Regions from separate parts of the Sus scrofa genome. Here all the other regions are linked to region 1. The links are chromatin contacts, called in public Hi-C maps. All regions are on one chromosome and are shown on one strand. The core of a region is the stretch at or near the end of the contact, and the rest is flanking DNA. Distances in the headings are between cores, read along the strand shown.

Evidence for each region. Hi-C and Micro-C count contacts between places; a contact is called where the count stands out from the background.
Region 2: a Hi-C map of liver shows a contact between it and region 1, with 1.8 times the contacts expected there. The contact joins two enhancer-like sites. A contact is called at or near these places in 2 of 47 Hi-C or Micro-C datasets (embryonic fibroblasts and liver).
Region 3: a Hi-C map of fetal heart ventricle shows a contact between it and region 1, with 2.5 times the contacts expected there. The contact joins two enhancer-like sites. A contact is called at or near these places in 2 of 47 Hi-C or Micro-C datasets (fetal heart ventricle and heart right ventricle).

The regions. Positions count from the first base shown.
Region 1 is chr6:107,654,387-107,659,468 of Sscrofa11.1, forward strand. All of the region lies in intron 3 of LOC106510680 (a long non-coding RNA gene), which reads right to left. Among named protein-coding and RNA genes, the nearest start is that of RBBP8, 270 kb to the right of the region's middle. Within about 2 kb of position 3,070, at least 35 of the 83 cell types and tissues checked have an H3K27ac peak or open chromatin away from gene starts, as enhancers often do. A contact at or near this core is called in liver, where this site is marked.
Region 2 is chr6:107,149,671-107,154,752 of Sscrofa11.1, forward strand. No RefSeq gene overlaps it. Among named protein-coding and RNA genes, the nearest start is that of GATA6, 130 kb to the right of the region's middle. Within about 2 kb of position 2,906, at least 11 of the 83 cell types and tissues checked have an H3K27ac peak or open chromatin away from gene starts, as enhancers often do. A contact at or near this core is called in liver, where this site is marked.
Region 3 is chr6:107,212,891-107,217,972 of Sscrofa11.1, forward strand. It overlaps LOC102162217 (a long non-coding RNA gene), which reads left to right. Exons shown (of 4, transcript XR_298643.3): 3 at 709-888. Among named protein-coding and RNA genes, the nearest start is that of GATA6, 69 kb to the right of the region's middle. Within about 2 kb of position 2,926, at least 14 of the 83 cell types and tissues checked have an H3K27ac peak or open chromatin away from gene starts, as enhancers often do.

The DNA.
Region 1 (5,082 bases), core at 1,820-4,319:
AAAATTGGTGTTAATAGAATAGAAACAGACACAATAAACTATAGCCAGTGTGCACATTTAATGACCTAAAGGCTTAGTGCCCCAAAAGATTTCTAGAAGTGTCATGTGTAGATTTTTGAGAGGAGCCCAGAACTGAGGGACTCTCTCTAAATAGTCAAATATACCAGTTAAGATGCCATATGGCAAAATGGGAAGAATTATCTAGCTGTGCATCTAAAATACCTTCTCAGAATGGACATGATTTGTAGGATATACATGACTGTGAAGCAACCAGGCATGGCCACCATAGCCATGTGCTAGAACTCCTGTATCAGGGAACATGTAGTGGGTCAGAAGAACTGAAAGAGGTTCAGAGTGGCTAAAATGGGGGAAGGGGAGGTGGTGAAGGTTATTGTGAAAGACAAGTAAAAAGAGGCAAGCAGGACAAGTTCATGATGGGCCTTATATGTCCTTTTGAAGAGTTGAAAGTCATTTAAGTGTTTAGGCAGAGCTGCCGAAAAAAAGCATTTTTAAAAAATTAAAAAGTAGAGAGTGGGTTAAAGGCAAACAAAAGCAGAGTCAGAAAAACTGGTTGCAATATCCAAGCAAAGGACAACAGTGGCTTAGGTTGGGGTAGTGGCCATGAAGACTGACAGACCAATTTGGATTTGGGAGCTATTTAGGAGGGAGAATTCATAGGTCTCAGAAATTGTCTAAGGATTTGGGGTGAGGGGAAGAGTGAAGGAGAGAGAAGAACTTGGAATGACTGCCAGATCTTGGCTGAGGCATCAGGTATGAATGGATGGTGGCACCAAGTCAATGAGAGAGCCAAGGAGAGGCACATTAGGGATGATAATAATCAATTTGGCTTTTGGTGGGTTGAGTTAACATATGTTTAGAAAACTTCAGTGATCTTTATTAGGCAAATGGATATACAGCCCTGAAGATGTGTGTTTAACTTTTGGAGTTGGGAGTCATTCACACATAGATAATAAACGAAGCTGTAGCTGTACTGGGGGTAAGGGGAGGTTGTCTAGTAAGGAGAGACAGAAGGGCACATGTGTGTTTGAATACCCTGTTCATTCTTGGCAGCTTAGTGTAAATTCATTTAACAACCTTTCCCTAAGGGCAAGTTCTGGAGGCAGGCACTGGGATGACAGAGGGGTAACTGACAAAGGGAAAAAGAGAAATCATCTTCAGAGTGGCCTTCATTACTGAGCACTTTCTACATACCAGGCCCTGTGCTGAGAACTTTATACATATTGCTCTTTTTAATTTAATTCTTACGAAAATCCTACATTATGCAGATATTATTATCCCCATTTTACAACAAGAGCAAAACTTGGAGAGGTTAAGTAACTATGTATGCTGTTGGATAAGGTAGCAGATAGCTGCATCGGCTGTTACGAATTTGAAATGGGAGTTCCAGTCATGGCACAGCGGAAATTAACCCGACTAGGAATTGTGAGATTGTGGGTTTGATCCCTGGCCTCGCTCAGTGGGTTAAGTATCCGGCGTTGCCCTGAGCTGTGGTGTAGGTCGCAGATGAGGCTCAGATCTGATGTTGTTGTGGCTGTGGCTAGGCCGGCAGCTGTAGCTCTGATTGGACCCCTAGCCTGGGAATCTGCATATGCCGCTGGGTGCAGCCCTAAAAAAAGAAGAAAAAAAAAAAAAAGAATTTGAAATGTGTGATTGGGGGAGTTTTAAATTTCATTGAAATTCAATTTTATTATATAAATTTTATAAATTCAGTATTAGTTTCAATTTAAAAACTAATACTGAATTCAGTTATTGGGAAACGTTTAAGTATGTTTGGAACAACTTGGGTTTGTGAATCAACTTCTCCAACTGCAAGTTTTATGAACTCTAAATACAAATCAAGTACTTCCAATGGAAAACTAACATCTAAATTGAGGAGTGCTGTTAGAGTAAAAATACTGGATTTCAAAGACTTACCATAACAAAAAGAATACAAAATACCTCATTCATCGTTTTTTATATTGATTCAAAGCATATTTTGGATCTATGGGGTTAAATACTATTATTTAAATTAATTTCACCTGTTTTATCTTTTTACTTTTTCTTTCGTTGGCTATTGGAAAACTAAATCCTCCAAGTGTTTCTCGCATAAAATTTCCCCTAAAACTGTCATGGGCATTTGCCTGGGAAGCAGCGTCCCAAGGACTTGGTATTTTAAAGAGCTGGGCTCCGACAGGGGTGATCGCACGCGTGCAGTCCCGCCTCAGTTGGACCGAATCTCACCCGGTGCCTACGACCAGCTGGCTTTCCTGTTTGCCTTTTTGAACTCTGTTTTCTCTGAGTCTTGAAGAGCCAGGGGCCGTGATGTCACTGTATAAACAGAGGGAAGGGTGGGGGCTAAAGCTGTGCTGGAGAGAACAGGCCAAGGAGGAGGGTGGGGGTGGGGAGGGGAGGCTTTCAAAGGTGGCTGGGTCTGGAGTGCGTGGGAGCAGCGGGAGACTGCAGAGTCGATAAGGAAACATAATGGGACTGCTAGTCACTAAACTGGGGCGGGAACGGGGACGTGGCTGCAAGAGGGGGTTTGGAAAAATATGGGACGCCTAGAGCTAATTCCCCTGATTAAAAATGCATTAGTTTGGAGGTGTCAGGGACACGCAGCTGTTTTCAAGGAAAGCCTGGCTCCAAAAGGTCCTCCTCGGCCGGGCCGCCTGGCGGCTCCATCTCGGGCTGGATGTCAGCGAGCCCCCGGCCCGCCGCCGCTTGTCCTCTCCCTGACAGGGCCCTGGCCAATGTCCTGCTGCTGAGGGTCGTGGTAATTTACATCCTCTCTGTGTACATTAACTTATCTGCAGCCGCGCTGGCTGCGCTCCTTCAGTCAGCCTGTCTCCTGTGCAGCCTGGGAGACTTCCCCCACGCCGGCCGGGGGCTGCAGGGGGAGCGGGGCGCCGAGTTCCTGCGCCCTCCGAGCAACAACAACAAACGCCTGGAGCAGGAGCCCCGCCGCCTGGTCCCGACCCGGGATTCGGAGCGCCGCGCGGGGCCTGGCGTGGGAGGCCGCGAGGGGCCAGCGCGGGCAGGGCAGAGGCCGGCGGCCCGTGGCTGGACGTGAAACACTTAGTGGCTAATTCATGACTCATGACTCATGTGCAGGCTCCTCTTCAGTGACAGCCGGGACAGTTACGGGTTATTTGTAGCCCCCCGGCTTTCATTTCGATGTAATTAGGCAGTCATTGGAGGGTCATTTCATACCAGTTATAGGTTTCCCTGTTTTAATAATGTTTTCAGTTTCAGGGGGGCAACAGGGAGTGGAAGGGGAGGTTGGGAAGGAGGCGTGGAGGGCAAGGGGGTAATCGTCTCTAAGAACGTGTGCACTTTTCATAACTCTTCCCTTGACAGGCCTAGTGTGCAGTTTGCTCAGATGCCGCCTCCGAAGCTCTGTCTCCCTGTTCCTGCTCGCAGGCCAGATCCTCTTCCAGGACATGAACGTCTGCCCTGAGAAGAGGTCTGGCCGGGTTTGAGTCAGATGTTGGATTTTCTTCTTTCCCCTCTGGCACCACACTAATCATTCTCTTTAATCACTGTAGCTTTTTAATGAGTCCAAGTAGGTATTTATGGAGCCGTCTACTTTCTAAACGTTAATGCTTGATAAGTCATTTATAACTTATCGGTGGGCTTTGCATGGGCCAAACCCAGAAGAAAGGAAGTGAGGGTAAAATAGAGTCTGGAGTTTGCTAGGAAAAACAGCGTATCTTCAGGTCCTAGATGGTACAAAGCCCTTGTGGAAACTGTTCAATCCATCAGGCATAAAGAATAAGGAACAAGTCTGTTCCAATTTGGTGAAAATTCCCTGGCTGTCATTACTGATTTTCTTCATCCCAACACTTTCTCCTTTGGCTGGTTCATGTATCTTTGGATATCATTTGAAGCTTCCATTCTAAGGCCAATTCTACAAAGTTCTGTAGAAAATCCTGGAACCATTACATTCAGAGGGTGCACAGATGCAAAATGAAAGGACTAAGAAGAAATAAAGGACAGAAACCAGATTTCCTGTCATTGCAAAAGTAGGTGCCACATGTTCCAAATTTCAGTGGATGTTAAAGTTAAAGCAGGAATATGTGCAGCAGCAGGAATGCAGTTGCCTTCAAAGAGACTAGGAGAGAAAACCCTTCTTAGGAAGGGTGGGAGAAGGAGTGGTGAGGAAGAAGGCAAGACAGGACCCCACACACTATTAAAAAAAAAAAAAGCAGCAATCCATCAACAACTTAGTATTTAATATGCATTAGGAGATTTTTAAAAAGTTTTCAGCCATAAAAAAGGGCCAAGAATTCATATATGCAATAACATGGATGAAACTTGAAAACATTAGGCTAAGTGATAGAAGCCAGTTACAAAAAAACCAACATATTGTATGATTCCATTTGTATAAAGTATCCAGAATAAGAAAATCTATAGAGACAGGAAGATTGGTTGCCGTGAAGGAAGGTGGGGTGGAGAGGGAGGAATAACAATTTAGGGGTATAATTTCTCTTTGGGGTGCTGAAAATGTTCTAGAATTGATCGTAGTTGTGGTTGAACAACTCTGAATATATTTTAAAAATCACTGAATTATAAGCTTTAAAGTGATGAATTGTATGGTATGTGAATTGTATCTCAATAAAGCTGTTACCAAAAAAAATTTTCAAAAAGCTAAATAGAAACAGGCAAAAAAAAAAAAAAAAAAAAAGCTTCAAAAAATTCTCTTGCTAAAGGACATTGTAGCCTCCCTATGACATTGAAGTCAGCAGATAATGTCCACCAAGGCAAGGACTCTGCCTCATTCACCACTTGGCCACTAGTGCCTAGAACAGTGCTGCTCATTGAAGGTACTGGATAAATATTTGCTGAAAGAGAACTTGCAAATAACCAGACTGGTCTAATTCAGATGTGTGCCACACTCACCCCACTGTCTCCTCTGTGCATCTTCTATCCAGCTTTCCAACATACTATTATTATGATGATGATAAATTACTAATATAGCTAGAAACAATAACACAAAATTTTTATCTTTTCTGTGCCAAGCACTATACATATATATTTGCCTCTAATCCTTCTAAAACCTAGCAATATAAACCCACTGAACCCGGT
Region 2 (5,082 bases), core at 1,656-4,155, 500 kb before region 1:
TCAGGCATTGTCACTGCAGCGGCTCAGGATACTGTTGTGGCAAGGTTTTGATCTCTGGTCTGGGAACTTCTACATGCAGTGGGCACAGCCAAAATAAAATAAAATAAAATAAAAAGATAAGAGCTCCGACTGATTATCACTAGTAGTCTATGTAGCTGTCTGTACAGACTGTACTGCTGCCTCTGAAGACTAACTTCCCTTATTACAATTCTCTCTGATACCCAAGGGTATTATTAAGCTGGAGTGTGCTAACATTTATGCTAAAAGATAAACAACAGGGACACAACATTTTAAATCAACAAAAAATAAAAATTCAGGGAGTTCCCTTTGTGGCTCAGCAGTTAATGAACCCGACTAGGATCCATGAGGATGCGGGTTCAATCCCTGGCCTCACTCAGTGGGTTAAGGATCCGGTGTTGCCGTGAGCTGTGGTGTAGGTCACGGATGAGGCTTGGATCCCTCGTTGCTGTGGCTGTGGTGTAGGCCGGCAGCTGCAGCTCTGATTCAAACCCCTAGTCTGGGAACTTCCATATGCCACGGGTGTGGCCCTATAAAGCAAAAAATAAAAAAATTAAAATTAAAGTTAGAAAAAAAACACACAACCAAGATACACAATAGGAAAACAGATCAAAATGGAAAAAGACATGGAAGATTTCAAACTCTCTGAAGTCTTGGTTCTGTGCTCTTGGCGTCCTCTCTTCTAATTTGCCATTACTGTAGACACCCACCCCAAGCCCTCCCTGTAGTCCTGCATCCTCTGAAAGTGAACAGAAGAAAAGACTTCCGAGGGGCCTTGCACATTCAGAGTTCCGGGGGCTCGGAAGCCCTGCGTGTCAGGCATGACCACTCACTCCTCCATCTACCTGGTGACCCTCAACCTATCAGAGAAGAAGAAACACAGTGTGGTGGTTGTGAAAGAATTGCTATTCCTATCGATACTGATATCTAATTATTTGTTGTGTTTGGATTTGTGAACTCTACGAATACAAGTACTGGCTCTAGTATAACAACAAATGGTTTAGGTGTATGTGCAGAGCTTACTTGCTACTCTACTTTTTTTTTTTTTAAAGGCCACACCTTTGGCAGATGGAAGTTCCTGCACTAGGGATCAAATTGGAGATGAGGCTGCAGAACTACGGCACAGATTGTGACAAGGATGGATCCTTAACCCACTGAGTGAGGTGAGGGATGGAACCCAGATCCTCATGGATACTAGTTGGGTTCTTAACCCACTGAGCCACAACAGGAACTCCTAATTTTTGCTGTCCTGAAAAAATTATCTTTATCCTAAAGATGACCTAGTTTATAAGACCATCCAACATTTTCTTCCCTTTTTTTTCTTATGGCTGCACCCATGGCATATGGAAGCACCAGGGCTAGAAATCAAACCCAAGCCTCTACAGTGACCTTAGCTGCTGCAGTTGGGTTTTTTGTTTTTTTTTTTTGTCTTTTGTCCTTTGTCTTTTTAGGGCCGCACCTGTGGCATATGGAGGTTCCAAGGCTAGGGGTCAAATCCTAGCTACAGCTGCCGGCCTACACCACAGTCACAGTCATGCAGGATCCGAGCTGCGTCTGCAACCTACACCACAGCTCACAGCAACGCCAGATCCTTAACCCACTGAGCAAGGCCAGGGATTGGACCTGCATCCTCATGGATACTAGTAGGGCTCATTAACCACTGATCCACGATGGGGAACTCCTGCAGTCAGATTCTTAACCCATTGAGCCATAGCAGGAACTCTTTCAACATTTTATTCTTGATCTTCTTTCTTACTTCATTAAAGAATACAGTATTTACAAGTTAAAAAATTTTCCTTGGCTGCATCAATGGCATATTCCAGGTCCAGGGATCAAACCAGAGCTGCAGTAGTGACAATGCCAAATCCTTAACTGTTAGGCCACCAGGGAACTCCTGATCTGCTATGATAGACACTCTATATTTGAATTTACATTTAAGACCAAACATCTCTTTTGTTATCTTAAATATTACTTTGGATAATTACTGCTGTGATTTGTTCATAGGAGTCCATGTAACTTGCAGAAGAATTATGTCAGAACTTTTTTCAGTTGAATTTATTTTCTGTGCTTTATTTATATTTGGGTTTTTGAGACTTTAAAGATGATCAGCCTATGTTTATATACTTTTTTTTTTTTTTTGTCTTTTTGTCTTTTTGCCATTTCTTGGGCCGCTCCTGCAGCATATGGAGGTTCCCAGGCTAGGGGTCGAATCGGAGCTGTAGCCACCGGCCTACGCCAGAGCCACAGCAACATGGGATCCAAGCCATGTCTGCGACCTACACCACAGCTCACGGCAATGCCGGATCCTTAACCCACTGAGCAAGGGCAGGGATCGAACCCGCAACCTCATGGTTCCCAGTCGGATACGTTAACCACTGCGCCACGATGGGAACTTCTCATATGCATTTTATAAGGAACAATAATTATATCTTATGGCCTTTGTGTGACTTTCCCAGTGCCTGCACTAACACTGCAGCAAAGGGGCACTCAAAAATATTAATTGTTGGAGATTTGACTGTATGTTGGAGTCCTCTCAACGTGGTGGTTTTCTCCTCTTCTGCTGTGTAGACTGGATTTCAAAACCAGGAATCAAATTTATGTAGCTGCTCACATCTGACTTGAACAAATAAATAAAGGTCTGAATTATTGCTTCACCAGCTAACTTTAGACCTGGATCCATCTTCCCATCAGAATGTTCCCCTCTGCTTTCTCCGTTAGCCCCACCCCCATTGTGATCACTCTTTTCCTTTTATTGTTGCAAACATGTTTTCTCATACTTGTGGGCCAAGAGTCTATTAATTAGGAGCTGGTCTGGAGGCCCCTATGGGAGCTTGTTTGGACTCTACTGGCGAAATATTCTCACTCAAGCTGATTCATTATATGGCCAGGGGCCAATGGTTCAGTTTTGCTGCAGCCTTTCCGTGAAGGAGCCTGAGCCTGGGACCAAAGAGCACGGCTGGCTTTTGGCTCTGCCGAGCCTTCCTCGTGTGTTTGTAAATCTTTTGAGCTCTGCAAGTAGCCCGGCTTGTGAGATTGCTTAAGCGCAGATCTGGAAGTCAGCCACTCTCAAGATCTGATTCTTATTCCTCATCCAGACCCGAGTGTATCCATTTATAAAACAGTTGTTAATATTAGTTGCCTCCCAAGGTCCCAAATCAGGGACCTTTCCTATTGGCCGCTCTTTGGGGGCTACGCTTGTGTGGAATAACTTCTCTTTCTTCTTACAAATCTGACATTTCAAGGTCTCTCCAATCTGATTCCAACCCAGTTCTTCCTATTTTCTTTCTTTCTTTCTTTTTTTCTTTTTTTCTTTTCTTGTCTTTTTAGGGCCTCACATGCAGCATATGGAAGTTCTCAGGCTAGGGGTCTGATCATAGCTGCGGCTGCCAGCTTGCACCCCAGCCACAGCAACGTGGGATCCAAGCTGTGTGTGCTATCTACACCACAGCTTGTGGCAATGTTGGATTCTTAACTCACTGAGAGAGGCCAGGTATCGAACCTGCATCCTCAAGGATACTAGTTGAGTTCCTAACCTGCCGAGTCACAACGGGAACTCCCACTTCTTTCCAATTTCATGCTTCTATTCTTTGCTCTGTCCCAAAGGGACTTTGTACTATCTCTTGAGACTGCTCTTCTTTCTGGCTCAAAATCTTGACTCTGGGTTCTGGTCATACTCTCCAGGAAATGCCTTCTAGAACCACAGGCTGTGGGAGACAGAAGGAACCAGGAGCATCAGAAAAGTTTTGGGGAGTTTTGGCGGAATGCTCTGGGACAGTGGGGTCACCCTCAGATCTCTCACTGCTCTTTGAGGGTTTTTCTTAGCACGGTACAACAAGCCACTTTGGGATGTGCTATTACAAGCGACTCTGCATTTTCTTCTTTTGTGTATGTGTCTTATCTGCACGCCCCCATCATGCTATGACTCAAAACATTCTATGCTTATGTTTTGAAACAATGACTCCTGAAAGAAAAATATTTCCTCTCTAGAGAGGACCAGATCTTTAATGTATTAATGAAGTGAAGGTGATATTTAAAAAACCCTTTGGAATGAAGGGTGAAAGGGCCTTTAAGCAAACACTCAATAATGGAAAAATCAATGAAAATGTTCTTAGGAAAAGAAACTGGCCAATCTGTCTTTCTTTGTGAGTCTCACATTTCTTTGCTCAAGCAGCTTGTCTCCCATTTGATATTTGCAACGTCTGCCATTGGAAAATGTAACATTCAGACAGCAGAACAATGAATGACTTTTCAGCTTTGTCAACCACTTGCCTCATCTGTCAATGGATTTCCATGTTACTTTGTTTGTAAAGATTACATCTATACTATTGAGAACATTTTATTTTTTTTACTTAAAAAATTTTTTTAGGAGTTCCCGTCGTGGCGCAGTGGTTAACGAATCCGACTAGGAACCATGAGGTTGCGGGTTTGGTCCCTGCCCTTGCTCAGTGGGTTAAGGATCCGGCGTTGCCGTGAGCTGTGGTGTAGGTTGCAGACGTGGCTTGGATCCCACGTTGCTGTGGCTCTGGTGTAGGCTGGTGGCTACAGCTCCAATTCGACCCCTAGCCTGGGAACTTCCATATGCCACGGGAGCGGCCCAAGAAATAGCAAAAAGACAAAAAAAAAAAAAAAAAAAAATTAAATTTATTTAAATTTCTTTTTTTTCTTTTTTGGCTGCCCCCACAGCAGTTGGAAGTTCCTGGGTCGGAGATCAAATCTGAGCCAGAGCTGTGACCTATGCAACAGCTGCAGCAATGCTAGATCCTTAACCGAGTGCACCACAGTAAGAATTCCCTGGTGAGCATCTTAGATGGTTATCCTGTAAATATTAAATCACTGGTTAGATTATTTTACTGAGCCTTTATACAACAGTTTCAGATGCAGCTCATGACCTAGGACAGAGACAGAAGAAGGCACAGATGCACAAGAGGTATGACATGAATTTGCAAATGGTGGACATTAAAATGGACTGAATATCTGAAAACAGACACTTCACTGCAACTGCAGGTTGGGTGCACTAACTGGCACCACTAATCTCCAATTCTGGCCTCAGCTTTGCTGATACCA
Region 3 (5,082 bases), core at 1,676-4,175, 440 kb before region 1:
AACCCACTGAGCAAGAGCAGGGACCGAACCCTCAACCTCATGGCTCCTAGTCGGATTCGTTAACCACTGCGCCACGACGGGAACTCCGGGATTTTTCTAATTCTTAGGAAGGACTCCCAAACCCATTTCCCTAAGCACTAGTTGCAGATTTAGAACACCACAAACCCAAGCCCCACATCCCATGCAAGGTCTGTTTCAGGTTTACAAGGTCAATTTCCCAAAGTGGAGAGTGCTTTCCACTCTCAGGGACATGTCAAGGACAAGAGAAGGAAAGATCGAGAGACACACATAGCAAACCTATGACCAAAGCTGGGAGAAATGAAGGTGGCTCTACAGAAGGGCGGCCTTCAGGTGACTTTGAACACAAAATGTAATTTCTGTGGGAAACAGTTTTTACAAAGTCAAGATGAATTGGTGTGTTAGTACAAAGATCTTTTTTTTCCTTCCTTCTACAAATGATCAAGGAAAATGGATTTTTAAAATGTAAACATTCTCTTGTAGTATTTACAGCTTCTCTAATGTAGGGGGACAAAGGTCCCGGAGTTTAAAGTAAAAAAGCAGGCTCAGGGAGATAAGAGTTCTTTTACAGTTTGATTGTAATCTAAATATAACAGGAAAATCACTCTCTACATAAAGCACTGTGAAGGATAAATATCTGGGTGCGATTATTACGTCTTTCCCCCTTTTTCCTTCCTTTTTCTTTCCTAGAAGTTTTCTTTGTCTTGGAGAAAAGCCTTTCGTGATGAAGACAAATGGTTAAATGAAAAGCCCGTGTTGGGCTTTGCTGATAGAAGGTTTGAGGAAATGATTTGTTGGGGCCGAGAAGTGAATAGATGAAATGGGAGCCCTCAGCGATCACCTGCTTCAATCCTTCATGTTACACGCAAGGTACGGAGCGCAAAGCCTCATCTCGAGATAGTTCGGGGCTCACCTGTGTCTGGAGACGTGAGGAACACACTTAATTCTCCAGCGACATGATGCTCTAGGAAAAGCCCCTTAGGAAAGAAATCCTTTGGTTACCTCCTCATGACCTCTCTTGTCTGTCTCTATTGTCTTTGCTGATGAAAAGTCTGTCCTTGGGGGAAGGTTGCCATTCCCCCCAGGCTGTGCAGTTTAACCTCGAGTGAACTTGGGCTGTGCTGAGTCTCCCTCTATGGTTGAGCCCTCAGAGGTGTCCTATCTTTCGATTTCGTCCCTCGTCGCCCAAAGTGTCACCCCAGAGGAGAGTGTTGGGTGAGCGTGTGGGGGCTTCCGGCTCACGAACTCAGTGAGGCAGGCAGATGTCTGCTCCACTTGGCTTTGGGGCTGCTGATGGCCCTTGGCTGTGTCCGCTGGCACCAGCTGCCGCCCTCAGCCTCCGTTAGTGCTGTCAGTGGGGCTCCTCTGAGAAGGATGAGCCCCCTTGAGCCAGGAACGCAGTGGTGAGTTTGGCCATGGGCTCCCTCAGGGATGGGGGGAGGGATGCGGGGGCCCAGGCTTTGCCTGGACTTCCTGCAGCCATTCTTCCATAGCTGCTCCTCATCCTGCCTGCCCCCGTGGGGCTCTTGGGTGACAGTCACCGTGTCCCATTTATCTCTCCATCTTCATCTGTAACGCAGGGTGAGTATTTCACAGATATTTGTGCAAGAAGTGATGTTAACTGGACGTTCAAGTCTGGAGCAATGAAACAAAGCCAAACCATATCTTCCATTTCAATCACCTAGTAAGAAGCAGTCACTGAGTCCTCCTTTGGGGGGTGGGGGGTGCAGCCTCTGTTCTCAAAGGGTGTCCAATTAACAAATAGGACACATGGAGTTGAGTCAGTCAGTCCAAATGTGCTCACCAGTGGCCTTGTGATGGGGACTAAACCCTCATCTTTGCCGGAAGGGCACTGGGAGAAAGTCAATGAACTCAAAGTCATCTTGGGTATTGTTGTTGCCTCAGGTAATGTCCAGCTGGTGCAAGGAAATGTGTAGGTGAGAAGTAATGGTTGGTGCAGTCATTCTTGGTTTAACCACACACTCATGTATAAACTTTCAGCATATGTCAAAGAATGTCTCTCCTTGTTTTCCAATCAAATCGCTTGGTGTCTCAGATGCTCTTTTCCAAATTCTTCTATTGGTCATGAAGACACCGTCTTGTCTCCTCCTATGAATAATCTTCAAGAAATTGTCTGGGAGTTCTCATCGTGGCACAGTGGTTAATGAATCTGACTAGGAACCATGAGGTTGCAGGTTCGATCCCTGGCCTTGCTCAGTGGGTTAAGGATCCGGCTGTGAGCTGTGGTGTAGGTCGCAGATGCGGCTCAGATCCTGCGTTGCTGTGGCTCTGACATAGGCCGGTGGCTACGGCTCCAATTAGACCCCTAGCCTGGGAACCTCCATATGCCACAGGAGTGGCCCTAGAAAAGGCAAAAAGACCAAAAAAAAAAAAAAAAAAAATGTCTGGACAAGAGTTTATGTTGTCCTGGAGAAACTACTCTTTACAAGAGATATGTTGTGTGACACCAGCAGCCAGGCTCACACAGCAAGTCTGGAGCCCCAAAGTATAATGTTTTCCCTAAGAAAATAAATAATGGGTGTAAAATATGTTTTAGAAAATGCACCCCACTGCCCCTGCAAAATATGACTGGGCAGAGAGCAACGTCTGTCCTTGCCCTCCGGCTCTCAAGGAGGGAGAATCAGGCCAGGGGAGGGGGGAGGCTTGGCTTTATTTGCTCAACATCCAAGGCCAGACTGTGCTCATGACGGTCCCAAATGCGGCCGTGAATAGCAAGTGTATCACAAGGGTTCTCAAATATGAAAGTGGGGTTGGAACAAAGAGCAGGCACCAGACAGACTTCCTCTGTTAAAGATTATCCAATGTGTCACCTGGGTGCCAACATTCCCATAAACCCCAGCAGCTCTATCTCACCGAGGGTAACTGAATGGCTTTGAAACCCTGCCCAGGACCTAGTAGCATTCCATCAAACGACCTCATCCCAGGGGAATGAACTTTATCTCTAAGACTGTAAGTGTGTTTATTTGAAAGATGATTTACCACGCTCAACAATGACCATTTCCTAAATTAAACCTGATCATTTGTTGTAATTATACATTTCACAATTTCATCAGGAGAAATATATGAACTCAGGGTAAATCTCTCTGGATTGGCTTTTTTTTTTTTGGTCTTTTTAGGGCCACACCCATGGCATATGGAGGTTCCCAGGCTAGGGTTGAATCAGAGCTGCATCTGCTGGCCTACACCCCAGCCACAGCAATGTGGGATCCAAGCCACTTCTGTGACCTACACCACAGCTCATGGCAACACTGGATCCTTAACCCACTGAGCGAGGCTAGGGGTTGAACCCACATCCTCACAGATATACTCAGGTTTGTTACCACTAAGCCATGACAGGAACTCCTGGGTTGGCTTTTTAAATGAGTCTTCAGACTGATTCCCAGTTCAGGAGCACAGAGAGGAAGGAAGAAACCAGAACCAATTCCCTGGTCAGAAAGGCAAGTTAGAAGAACCTTCCTCCCAACCTCAGCCTCATCTTCCTCCTTCCAGATCCTAATTCCTTGTCTCTCTGTCTCTCTCTCCTTTTTTTTTTTTTTAGAAAATTGAGGCTGTCAAGGTCCATGATTTATGAGAACACTTGTCTCCATTTTTCCTTTGCTTAAACACGTAGAAGAAGCCAGTCACTGGTAGTGACTGCACCGAAATCTCAGGAGGGCCAGACCCCTCACCAGTCACTCTCTTGTCCCTTGAGTGGTAACTCCAGTGGTTTCCAACCAGAAAGTCTGCTTCTGGGAAGAGAATGACCCACAATTCTTGCTGAATTTTGTTCCCTTTGCTCCACTTGCTGTAAGGTTCTTACAATCCCATGAAAGGATCTGGACTAAACCACGAATACCATTAGAGAGTAAATATAAGACAGTAGAATTCCAAATGAGAGTGGAGACTTGATGGATGTGGACGTGCGCTGAAAGGCTTTGTGGAGAGAGTTGATCCTTGAGCTCGGCCTTCGAGAGTAAGTAGGGCTGGGGGAGTTCCTGTCATGGCTCAGTGGTTAATGTGCCCGACTAGTATCCATGAGGATGCTGGTTCGATCCCTGGTCTTGCTCAGTGGGTTAAGGATCTGGTGCTGCTGTAGCTGTGGTGTAGGCCAGCAGCTGCAGCTCTGATTTGATCCCTAGCCTGGGAAATTCCGTATGCTGTGGATGCAGCCCTAATAAAGACAAAAAAACCAAAACCAACTAACCAACCAAACATGAGTGAGTAGGGTTTAGACGAGCGAGGAGGGGTGTTCTAGATGAGGGCAATGGCACACCATCCGTAGATGGCAGGCACATATAGCTCCATTGTGACACTTTGTAGAAACATGGCAGAGTTGGGTGCTTTCAAAAGTAAAACTGAGGCGTCCCATCATGGCTCAGCAGAAATGAATCTGACTAGCATCCATGAGGATGTAGGTTCAATCCCTGGCCTCACTCTGTGCCTAAAGGATCCAGCATTGCTGCGGCTGTGATGTAGGCTGGCAGCTGCAGCTCTGATTCCACCCCTAGCCTGGGAACCTCCATATACTGCAGGTGTGGCCCTAAAAAAAAAAAAAGTAAGGAAAACTGAAATGCTGTACTTTTGGAATTGGGCATCGGGTCTTGGTTAAGAGCTGGATTGGTGAACCATGGAGGCTCTTTCCAGCTCTAAAATACATGGTACCTTCCAGACATATAGATGCGAGTGGGCACTGAATGTCCAATGGACATCATGCTGACCTGAGGTCACTTACTTTTCTTTAATTGAGGTCACTTATTACAGATGGCAGCGAGGACCGAAGGGTCAGACGCAGCCAGGAAAAGATGCTGGCTCTACTCTTACAAGCTTGGGTTCGTGACTTAACACCCTTTATAAAATGGGAATAATGATGCCCTCTTTCCAGAGTTAATCTGCAGGAAAATATGAGGTAATGCATACAATGCCAGGGGCTCCATAAATGCTAGTTTCCTTTTCTCCTTCCTGTTTCGCTCTTCTGATGGGGTCTCTCTCCTCTTGTCTTTTATTTTGCCTGGCTGGAACTTCCTCTCTCTCCTCCCCCACCCACCCCACATTGTCCCTGGGCTC